3 separate regions of the Mus musculus genome follow, and regions 2 and 3 are each linked to region 1. Evidence: chromatin contacts called from public Micro-C and promoter capture Hi-C data. All regions are on one chromosome and are shown on one strand. The core of a region is the stretch at or near the end of the contact, and the rest is flanking DNA. Distances in the headings are between cores, read along the strand shown.

Evidence for each region. Promoter capture Hi-C pulls out the DNA fragments that hold promoters and counts their contacts. Hi-C and Micro-C count contacts between places; a contact is called where the count stands out from the background.
Region 2: a contact with region 1 is called in a Micro-C map of muscle stem cells, with 4 times the contacts expected there. The contact joins the promoter of Aldh3a1 here to the promoter of Usp22 in region 1. A contact is called at or near these places in 1 of 39 promoter capture datasets (macrophages), 1 of 484 Hi-C or Micro-C datasets (muscle stem cells), 5 of 115 datasets of contacts at active chromatin or transcription factors (embryonic fibroblasts, embryonic stem cells, microglia and 1 more) and 2 of 9 other capture datasets (adipose tissue and pancreatic islet).
Region 3: a promoter capture Hi-C map of macrophages shows a contact between it and region 1, with 5 read pairs. The contact joins the promoter of Tnfrsf13b here to the promoter of Usp22 in region 1. A contact is called at or near these places in 3 of 39 promoter capture datasets (the 3T3-L1 cell line, macrophages and trophoblast stem cells), 9 of 484 Hi-C or Micro-C datasets (B cells, bone marrow-derived dendritic cells, bone marrow-derived macrophages and 4 more), 8 of 115 datasets of contacts at active chromatin or transcription factors (the 230-238 cell line, CD8 T cells, the HPC-7 cell line and 4 more) and 4 of 9 other capture datasets (adipose tissue, embryonic stem cells, liver and 1 more).

The regions. Positions count from the first base shown.
Region 1 is chr11:61,173,808-61,176,507 of GRCm38.p6, reverse strand. It overlaps Usp22 (ubiquitin specific peptidase 22), which reads left to right and starts at 1,449. Exons shown (of 13, transcript NM_001004143.4): 1 at 1,449-1,793. The coding sequence starts at 1,623.
Region 2 is chr11:61,207,321-61,210,020 of GRCm38.p6, reverse strand. It overlaps Aldh3a1 (aldehyde dehydrogenase family 3, subfamily A1), which reads right to left and starts at 1,279. Exons shown (of 11, transcript NM_001112725.1): 1 at 1,240-1,279.
Region 3 is chr11:61,125,384-61,128,083 of GRCm38.p6, reverse strand. Tnfrsf13b (tumor necrosis factor receptor superfamily, member 13b) reads right to left here and starts at 1,329. Exons shown (of 5, transcript NM_021349.3): 1 at 1,269-1,329.

The DNA of each region.
Region 1 (2,700 bases), core at 200-2,699:
GCATCTTACCAGCTTCCCCACCCCACCCCTTCCTCTTTTTACTATGAGTCTCACTATTTGCTCTGGCTGACCACAAACTCCGGGCTCAAATGATCCTCCTGCCTCAACCTGAGTAGCTCCCAAAATATTCATATACACAGACACACCAACCCCCACCCACCCCCTTCTCTATGCTGTAACTCCTCTCTGGGTGATACTCAAATGCCAACTAAGATAGCATGCTAAGCCATATCTAAGCCTGAATACGACCATCACTGCTCTAAGACCAAGCTGGTACTCATTGGACAAGCCACAACTGCAATTGCTCCTCGGAACCATGACATCAAAATGCCTGTCGGCAATTTTTCTCGGCTGTCTTGTCTGCTAGCTGCTGTTACTGCAGTACACCGATGAACTCTCTACTTCTTCTGCCTTTTCTGTCTTGGAGAATTATTTCACTGCTCCACATCATGGGTACCTGTCTGCCTGAGTTTGACACCTAGCTGTTATCCTGTTTAAGGTATAACAGGAGAGAGGTGTCTATTTACTCGGTATATACAATTTGTAGGGCAGAAGATCAATATTTTCTCTTCTGAGTTGGTTTGCTGCACATCTGTGTAACCCTCAGATAGGAGAGCTAAATGCATCATAGCTCTATACTGTTCCTACTTAATAATAGAGTGTAATGTGGCTAGTACAAATTGAATTGCTATACCAAACCTGTATAACACGATATTTCAAAGCCAATGTAAAAATTTGACTTGATATTCTGTCTTTATTTGACTGCTTGTTAAAATTAATTTTATCTTTCTTGGTGCAAAATATTGTACAAAATGTAGCCACTAAAAAAATTCGTATACCAGTTGGCATTCTAGTTCAATAGGATAACGCTGAATAATATCCTAGGGAAGGGAAGATCTGTATTCTTGCCACGCCCAATCTCCAGCTGTGGCATTGCGGTACCCAACACAGTCGCCAAGATGGCAGTCTCTGCAGAAACGCCCACACTAGGAACTCCAAGGACCAACAAACAGAACCTAGAAACCCTCCTTTCAGAGAACTCGCAGACGCAGGCCCTACCCTGCCCCACCCCTCCGTCGCCCCGCCTCTTTGCGGCAGAGCTCAGGCCGGTGCAAACCGGTTCAGTGGCCTGACTGACACTCAGTTTTACCCAATCCTCAGCACGCCCCGCCTTCCAAGGAGAGACTCGAAACGTCAAATCGCTGGCGTCTCCGGAGGCGGTTCGAAAGCCTATAATAGGCGCAGACCGTGTCTTAGACCGGCAAACCACCAATGGTGTGACGCGAGGGCGGGACCCTGTTGACCCAACCCGAGGCCTTCGGCTTTTCTCTGGAGCCAGCGGGCGAGAGGAGGGCTGATAGGCGGGGTCTAGAGCAGCGGAGCCTGCGCACTAAGGCCGCCGGCCTGGGTGACGTTATCCTTTCCCGCGGACAGCTCCGCCCTGTCCCGCCCAGCCTCGCCCCGCCCTCCTCGAAGTCAGAGGGTGCTGCGCGTGCGGTGGGTGCTGCTGTAGCCTGCCTGAGTTCTCAACGCGGTCTTTGTCCCCCAGCTTTGTTCTCGCCGCCCTGGCGTCGTCCTCGCCCCCGTCGCCGCCTGCCCCGCGCGCCCGGGCCTTGCCCGCCATGGTGGCCAGGCCGGAGCCTGAGGTCGAGGCCATGGACGCTGAGCTGGCGGTACCGCCGCCTGGCTGCTCGCACCTGGGCAGCTTCAAGGTGGACAACTGGAAGCAAAACCTGCGGGCCATCTACCAGTGCTTCGTGTGGAGCGGAACTGCCGAGGCTCGCAAGCGCAAGGTGAGCCCAAGGCTTGCGCCGCTCTGCGGGCTGGGAAGCGGGGAGTGTAGGTGGGAGAGGGAGAGGGGAAGCCTGGTAGTCGTGGGGAGGGAGCCTGGCCTTGCGGGGAGGGCGTGAGGGGAAGCCTTGCCGTGAGGGGGTGGGGCCGAGGAATGGGCAAGGCGAAGCCTCGCGGTGCAGGGAAGGGGCTAGAGGAAGCATCCCGGTGCAGGAAGGGGGACTAAGGAGAACCTCGCAACGTGGGGAGGGGGCTAGAGGAAGCGTCGTGGTGCAGGGAGGGGGCTAGAGGAAGCATCACGGTGCTGGGAGGGGTCCAGGGACCACCTAGTGGACGCTGTTGGGAGTGTGGCGGTGGAACCCACGATGGGAGGGGGAGGGGTATCTGAGTAGGAGGAGGAAGATCTGTCTGGACATTCCATTGAGGAGTATTTGTCTGTAAAGGTAGTGGTGGGGGCCTGGGGTCTGCAGGGTAGTTCCGTGGATAACAGCTCGTTCCCGGGGCTGAGACCCTTCGCGGACACCTGAGGCTGGCAGGGCCTCCGCGCACTCGAGTTGAGAAGCGAGATTTTTAGGACGTAGGAGGTGATTGACAACCGCAGCCTTCGAGAGTGGCTATTTTGTTGTTTTGGGTCCTGTAAATCTCAGCAACTATGATGATTTTATTAGTGATTTGGAGATGGGAAAACATTATTTTCTAATTTAAAAAAAACTTCATAATTACAATTTGATTTTGAAGGTGAAAAGTGGAATAGAAAATTTTGATTGTTTCTATCTTGAGTAGCATTTTATAACGGGAGAACTGACAAATCTGCTGGGTGTTTCATGTTAAGCATCAAACTCTCCCTCTTTAGTTTCTCGAGGCAGGACTTCTCTCTATAGCCCTTGGCGTTCTTTTCTTTTTTCTTTT
Region 2 (2,700 bases), core at 30-2,529, 34 kb before region 1:
GCCAGAGCTTCAAGCAGAGCCACACAGCCTCAGCCACTAAACACAAAGGTAGGGTCCTCGGAGGAGAAGGGCCTCGTGTGAATGCAGCTGGACAGGGCTGGGCTTGCCCCTCCATGTCGTCTCTCAAAACTAAGTGGGCTTTAAGGAACTAGGTCCCTGGGCCCCCTCTGTGAGGCAGTTAACCACGGTGCTGTCTGCGGAGTTACTGACCGTTGGGTGGAGCCACATTTGATGCTGCACCTGGCACCTGAATGGGACACAAGCCGGCTTTCCTCTCTCAGAACCAGCCAGCCTTAAAGGTTATACCCGCCTTCCAGACCCGTTCACACTCAGCGCCTTCTCCCCACTCCCTTCAGTTTCAGAAAACCGCCATAGTGGAGCTGGTGAGATGGTTCAGTGGGTGAAGTCCTTGCTTGGAAAGCATGAGAACCCAAGTTTGGGTGCCAAGATGCCAAATAAAGCTAGATGTGGGTGCACATTTCTGAAATCTCACAACTCCTGCTATAAGATGGGGGCCAGAGACAGGAGACTCCCTGGAACCTCACAGGCCAACTGTCTTGGTGTACCTGGATAGCAGTCAATAATAAAGAATAGACCCTGCCTTGAACAAAGTAGAAGGCAGGGACTGACAACCAAGGCTGTCTACTGACCTGCACACATGTCATGGCACATATACCTGTATGGTGCACGCACACACACACAGAAACACACACACACAGACACACACATGAGGGAAGGTGGAGAAAGAGGAGCAGAAAAGAGAGAGATTGATTTTTAAATGCACCCTAATAGTGGTCACGAAAAAAGGTCAGTTATGCGTCTGTTCCACGGGTGAGAAGAGTAGGACTGATGGCATTAAGCATGCTGCCTTTGCCCTCACAGGTGACAAGCACTGAAATCAGGCTGCTCCCAAGTTGCACACACTCAGCTACTCAGCCCTGCCGCCTTTCTAGGGGCTGAGAGGCTTGGCAGGGCACAGGTCTCTCACCCAAAGGACACCTCTGTTCCTGTGTCTTTGAGGGTCTCTGGGACTCTCTTGGTCCAATGTCGGAAGGTGACAGACCTCTGGTGCTTGGCATTCAGTGCACCCAGTCAGGAAATGCTGACCTGTCAGAGTCTGGACTAGTTGCCCTCAGAGTGGACGCAAGTCTCAGCCTTTCAAAGTCCTCGCTCCAAGCAGGCTATATGTACTTGTCTGCTCCCATCTAGAGACGAAGTAAGAGAGATGGGGTAGGTTACCTTCTACACAGTCCTCTCCAGCAGCTGGAACTCCTGGAATAAGCAAGAGCCAAGAGAGAACACATTTAAGGACCCTTCTCCCCGCCCACTTGGACCTCAGAGTCCTTCCCCAGGAAGTTCGCGTGACGAAGATAAAACAATATTCAAATGTGGGTGCAGCATAATCCAGACCTCTGCTTCACACGGGTTTTGAAGATTGTGTCTTGGGCTGTCTGTTTTGTTCTGTTCTGAAATGCAAGATGGGCCTGTGAAAGTTTGTGTGGGCTCTTAGCCAGCCCTCAAAAGAAGCCTGTGTTTGCCCTGGGCGTGGGGGCCACTGAGTAATCCAGCCTGGCATGGAGTTCATGCTTTTCCTGCTTTTGCCAGATGCTGGTCCCTGCGTCCCCTGTTATGTAAGGTCTACAGCGTGTAAGCCGCAGTCACGCAGTTGTGGGCACAGCACCCAAGAAAGGCAGAAAAATCACATCCCACTCTGTCACCGCCGTATGCACAAGGGTCCCACTGAGGCACAGACACAACCTACTGGTTGGAGATGTCTAAAGGCATCCCCAGTAGTAAGTGGATCTGTTCCCTCAAAGATTAGTGGAAAACATGGCCAGGCCCCACCAGAACTGCCAGGAATTTCCTCTCTGTATCACCCAGGGAGGACAGAACCTGGAAGTCCCTTTCTGTATGTTTAGCCAGTGTTCTCTGAGCCCCTGGCCTGTGCCACACTGTGGTGTATAGGGTGACATGAGTCACCACCATCGGCACAGCCCACAACTGCTCTGTCACGGGGCTCCTCGACCTCTTTCTACCAGGCCCCTTTGCCCTCTCACCCACCCACTGTTTTTGCATTTCAGTTCTCTGAAAGGACAAGTTCCCACCAAGCCTGTGTTCTTGCTCTCCCCGAAATCTGCACACGCCATGGCTCTGCTCCAACATCATATCACATAGCAACACTTTGTCCTGTCAGTCTTTTCCTCCAGAGCAGCTATGCCCTCTGGCACCCTGTGTCTACAGTTATCGGTAATAAGATTATAATGGAGTTGGAAATTTCTCTTGTCCGTTGGTTTTGTGCCATAGCAGCGGCTGCAGCAAGGCACAACACACACATTCCAGTAACCAACACCTGGGGCTAACTACTGACTTAGTGCCTTTTGCATTTGCTCTTTACCTTATCATAAAGGGTCCCCCTCTGATCATCACAAGGAAAGGAGAGGAGAAAGGAAAACAGCGTGCCACATGAGGCCAGCAGCTGCCCATGCATACCGTGGTTACCACATAATTTCCTCTTCTTGACCTAATTTTGTGCTACTTTGTTCATGGTGGCCCTGGAGCAGTGGCTGAGCTGTGTAGTAAGTCTACACCAGCCCTGTCTGTTTAAGTGTGTTTTATGATATCCGCACAGAGGCAAAATTGCCTGCTGAAAACATACCCTTGTAGTTAATTAACACAGCAGTTTTGTGCTGGCTGCTACTT
Region 3 (2,700 bases), core at 80-2,579, 48 kb after region 1:
CATGATAATACAAATGTAATAAATATTAAAATAATTATTTTAAATGTTAAATTATTTAAAATACTGAAATAAGGTAGAGGATTTTTTTCTAACTTCCCAGAACCTTTGAATGTCACTTTTCAAGAGGGTCTGAAGGGTTGACTGCAGATTTGCGGTTTGAGGCCCATTTTGTAGGTGAAGAGAAGAGACTTATCCGAGGCCAAGGGCCAGTGTGCAAACTAAGAACAGCAGTGACTTGAACTCTCCACCTGTCTGGGCTCTCACTGAAGCACTGGAAAGCTAATGTGGGTTCCAGAACATTCTTCCCTGATTCCTAACTGCTGGTCCCAGGTCCTCTGACATTTCCTTTTGGGTCAAGATGGCTCCTGACCATCACCTCTTGCGATTCTCTGTGAAACTCATTCGCATCCTTGGTGGACATGGTTGCTGGACAGAGATGGAAATCCTAGCAAAGGCCTGCCTGAGTCTAGCTTGGGTAGGGGGATGGGTCGAGAGCTGCTGTGAGTGGTGGGTCCTGATGACTTTGCCTTGGAGGAAACTTTTTTTTTTTTTTTTTGGTTTTTCGAGACAGGGTTTCTCTGTGTAGCCCTGGCTATCCTGGAACTTACTTTGTAGACCAGGCTGGCCTCGAACTCAGAAATACAGAAATCCGCCTGTCTCTGCCTCCCGAATGCTGGGATTAAAGGCGTTCGCCACCACCGCCCAGCTTGGAGGAAACTCTTTAAGGAAACTCTTTAACACTATAGGATAAACAGCTCTGATTCATCAGCAAAAATCAGCAAGAAAAATAAGAAGGCAGATGGGGATAGGTAGAGTCTGAAATACAGAACCCACTTTTCTCCTGAGGGCCATGAAGGTCTGATTTGAATCTGCCCACCGAGGACACACATCATCAGCACTTCGCGCTCAACACCTGTGCTCGTAGGCGCGTCACGATATTAAGAGTTCTTAGAAATTCACAGCAGTTAAGTGCGGGCAGAGATCTAAATGCTGCATCTCGAGGCATCCAAAATTTACCAGATTCACTTCAAACTAATCCAGGGGCACAAGGAAACAAATCTGGAGCACGTGGATAGAAAAAAGAAGGTTCCTGCCTGTTTGGCTGACCCCACTGGCAGGCAAGACCTGACCCCCGGAGGCCTCTTCCGTGTGCAGGACTGAAGCTGTCCCAAAGCTGAGTAGCCTTAGCTTGTGCCGTGGTGGCACTGCTAGATCTCCAGCCCCCGGAGCACCCTCTTGGCCCTCACCCACCACGGCTGGCTACTCACCACGCTCCTGCGCCAACAGCTCCAGCCTCCTGCCTGCCCTGGCCTACACCACTCATTACTCAGGGCGTTTATTATTAGCCTGAGATTTTGTTAGGCCTAGGCCACACTTCCTGGGTTTTCCCCTTCGACCTGGGGATGTAAATAAGCCACCCTGCTGACCTGCGCCTGCGCTTTAGTCCAGGGAGGACAGGTAAGCGACCTGTCGCTTTTGGCTTAGCAGTGAGGGCTTAGCCTGGTTGTATTAATGACAGGGCTTTGACACTTCTAGATCTTCTCTGGCCCGGCTCCTGCGCCTGGTTCCTGTCCACTGCCCACTGCCCACTCTCCAGGCTAGGATGTCCAAACAGCTCTTGTCCTCCCCACATAGCCTTCCCTCCTCTTGGACCATTACATCCTGTGCTGCTGCCTGGTCAGTTCTTGCTGTCTCTTTTTCAATGATCAGTTGAGATGTCACCTCTCCCACGAAGCCATCTGTGATTGCTCCCAGGACGTTAGGTGTTACGTGCAGTCCCTGTAGATCTGGGTTTTGCTTCAGGGTCTGATACCTTGGTAAGGACTTGTATATAAATTGTCTCGTACCTCCATGCCCTCATTTGAAAAGTGGGCCCTTGAGTCATTGTGAGAATGACATGAGTTCACACAGTCACTTGTTCTTTGTCTGGCTTTTAGTTCCTTTGACACAGGTGTCACTATGTTGTCTGTCTCAAGAGCCTCCTGTCTCAGACTCCAGAGGGCTGGGATTTCAGGTGTGCTCCTCAACGCCTGGCCACCACAGGCCCCTTCTTATAGCAAGTTCTCAGCACACAGTGACTGAGAACTCCATGTCCAATATATGACATGAAGAATCAATGCTACAGCATCAACTTCATTGCTTAGACTCCCTGGTCTTCAGAATCCTGCAGGGATAAGAAAGTCTAACAACTGCACTCCCAAGTTCACTGTAGTACTGTTCACAGTAGCCCAGATACAGAGGCAATCTGCATGTCTTCAGTGGATGTGTGTGGACAATGGGATTCTCTTCATTCTCAAAAGAGAAGGAAATCCTGCCATTTGTATGAACACGGATGGAACTGGAGAACTTTATGTATAAAAATGGAAGTCTGGCTGGATGTGGTGGCACACGCCGTTAATCCCAGCATTTGAGAGACAGAGGCCGGCAGCCTCCTGAGTTCTCTGCTAGCCTGGTCTACAGAGCTAGTTCCAGGACAGCCTGGGCTACAGAAAAAAACATTGCCTCAAACAAACAAACAAACAAACAAACAAACAAAAGAAAAAGAAGTCATGGCCTAGAGCGAAGGCCCAGCAGGTACGTGCACTGACGCTGCCCTACAGAGAACCTGGGTACAGCTCCCAGCACCCACAGGATAGCTCACAAACATCTGTAACTTGGGTTCCAGGGGATCCAATACCCTCTTCCAGTCTCCAGGGACCC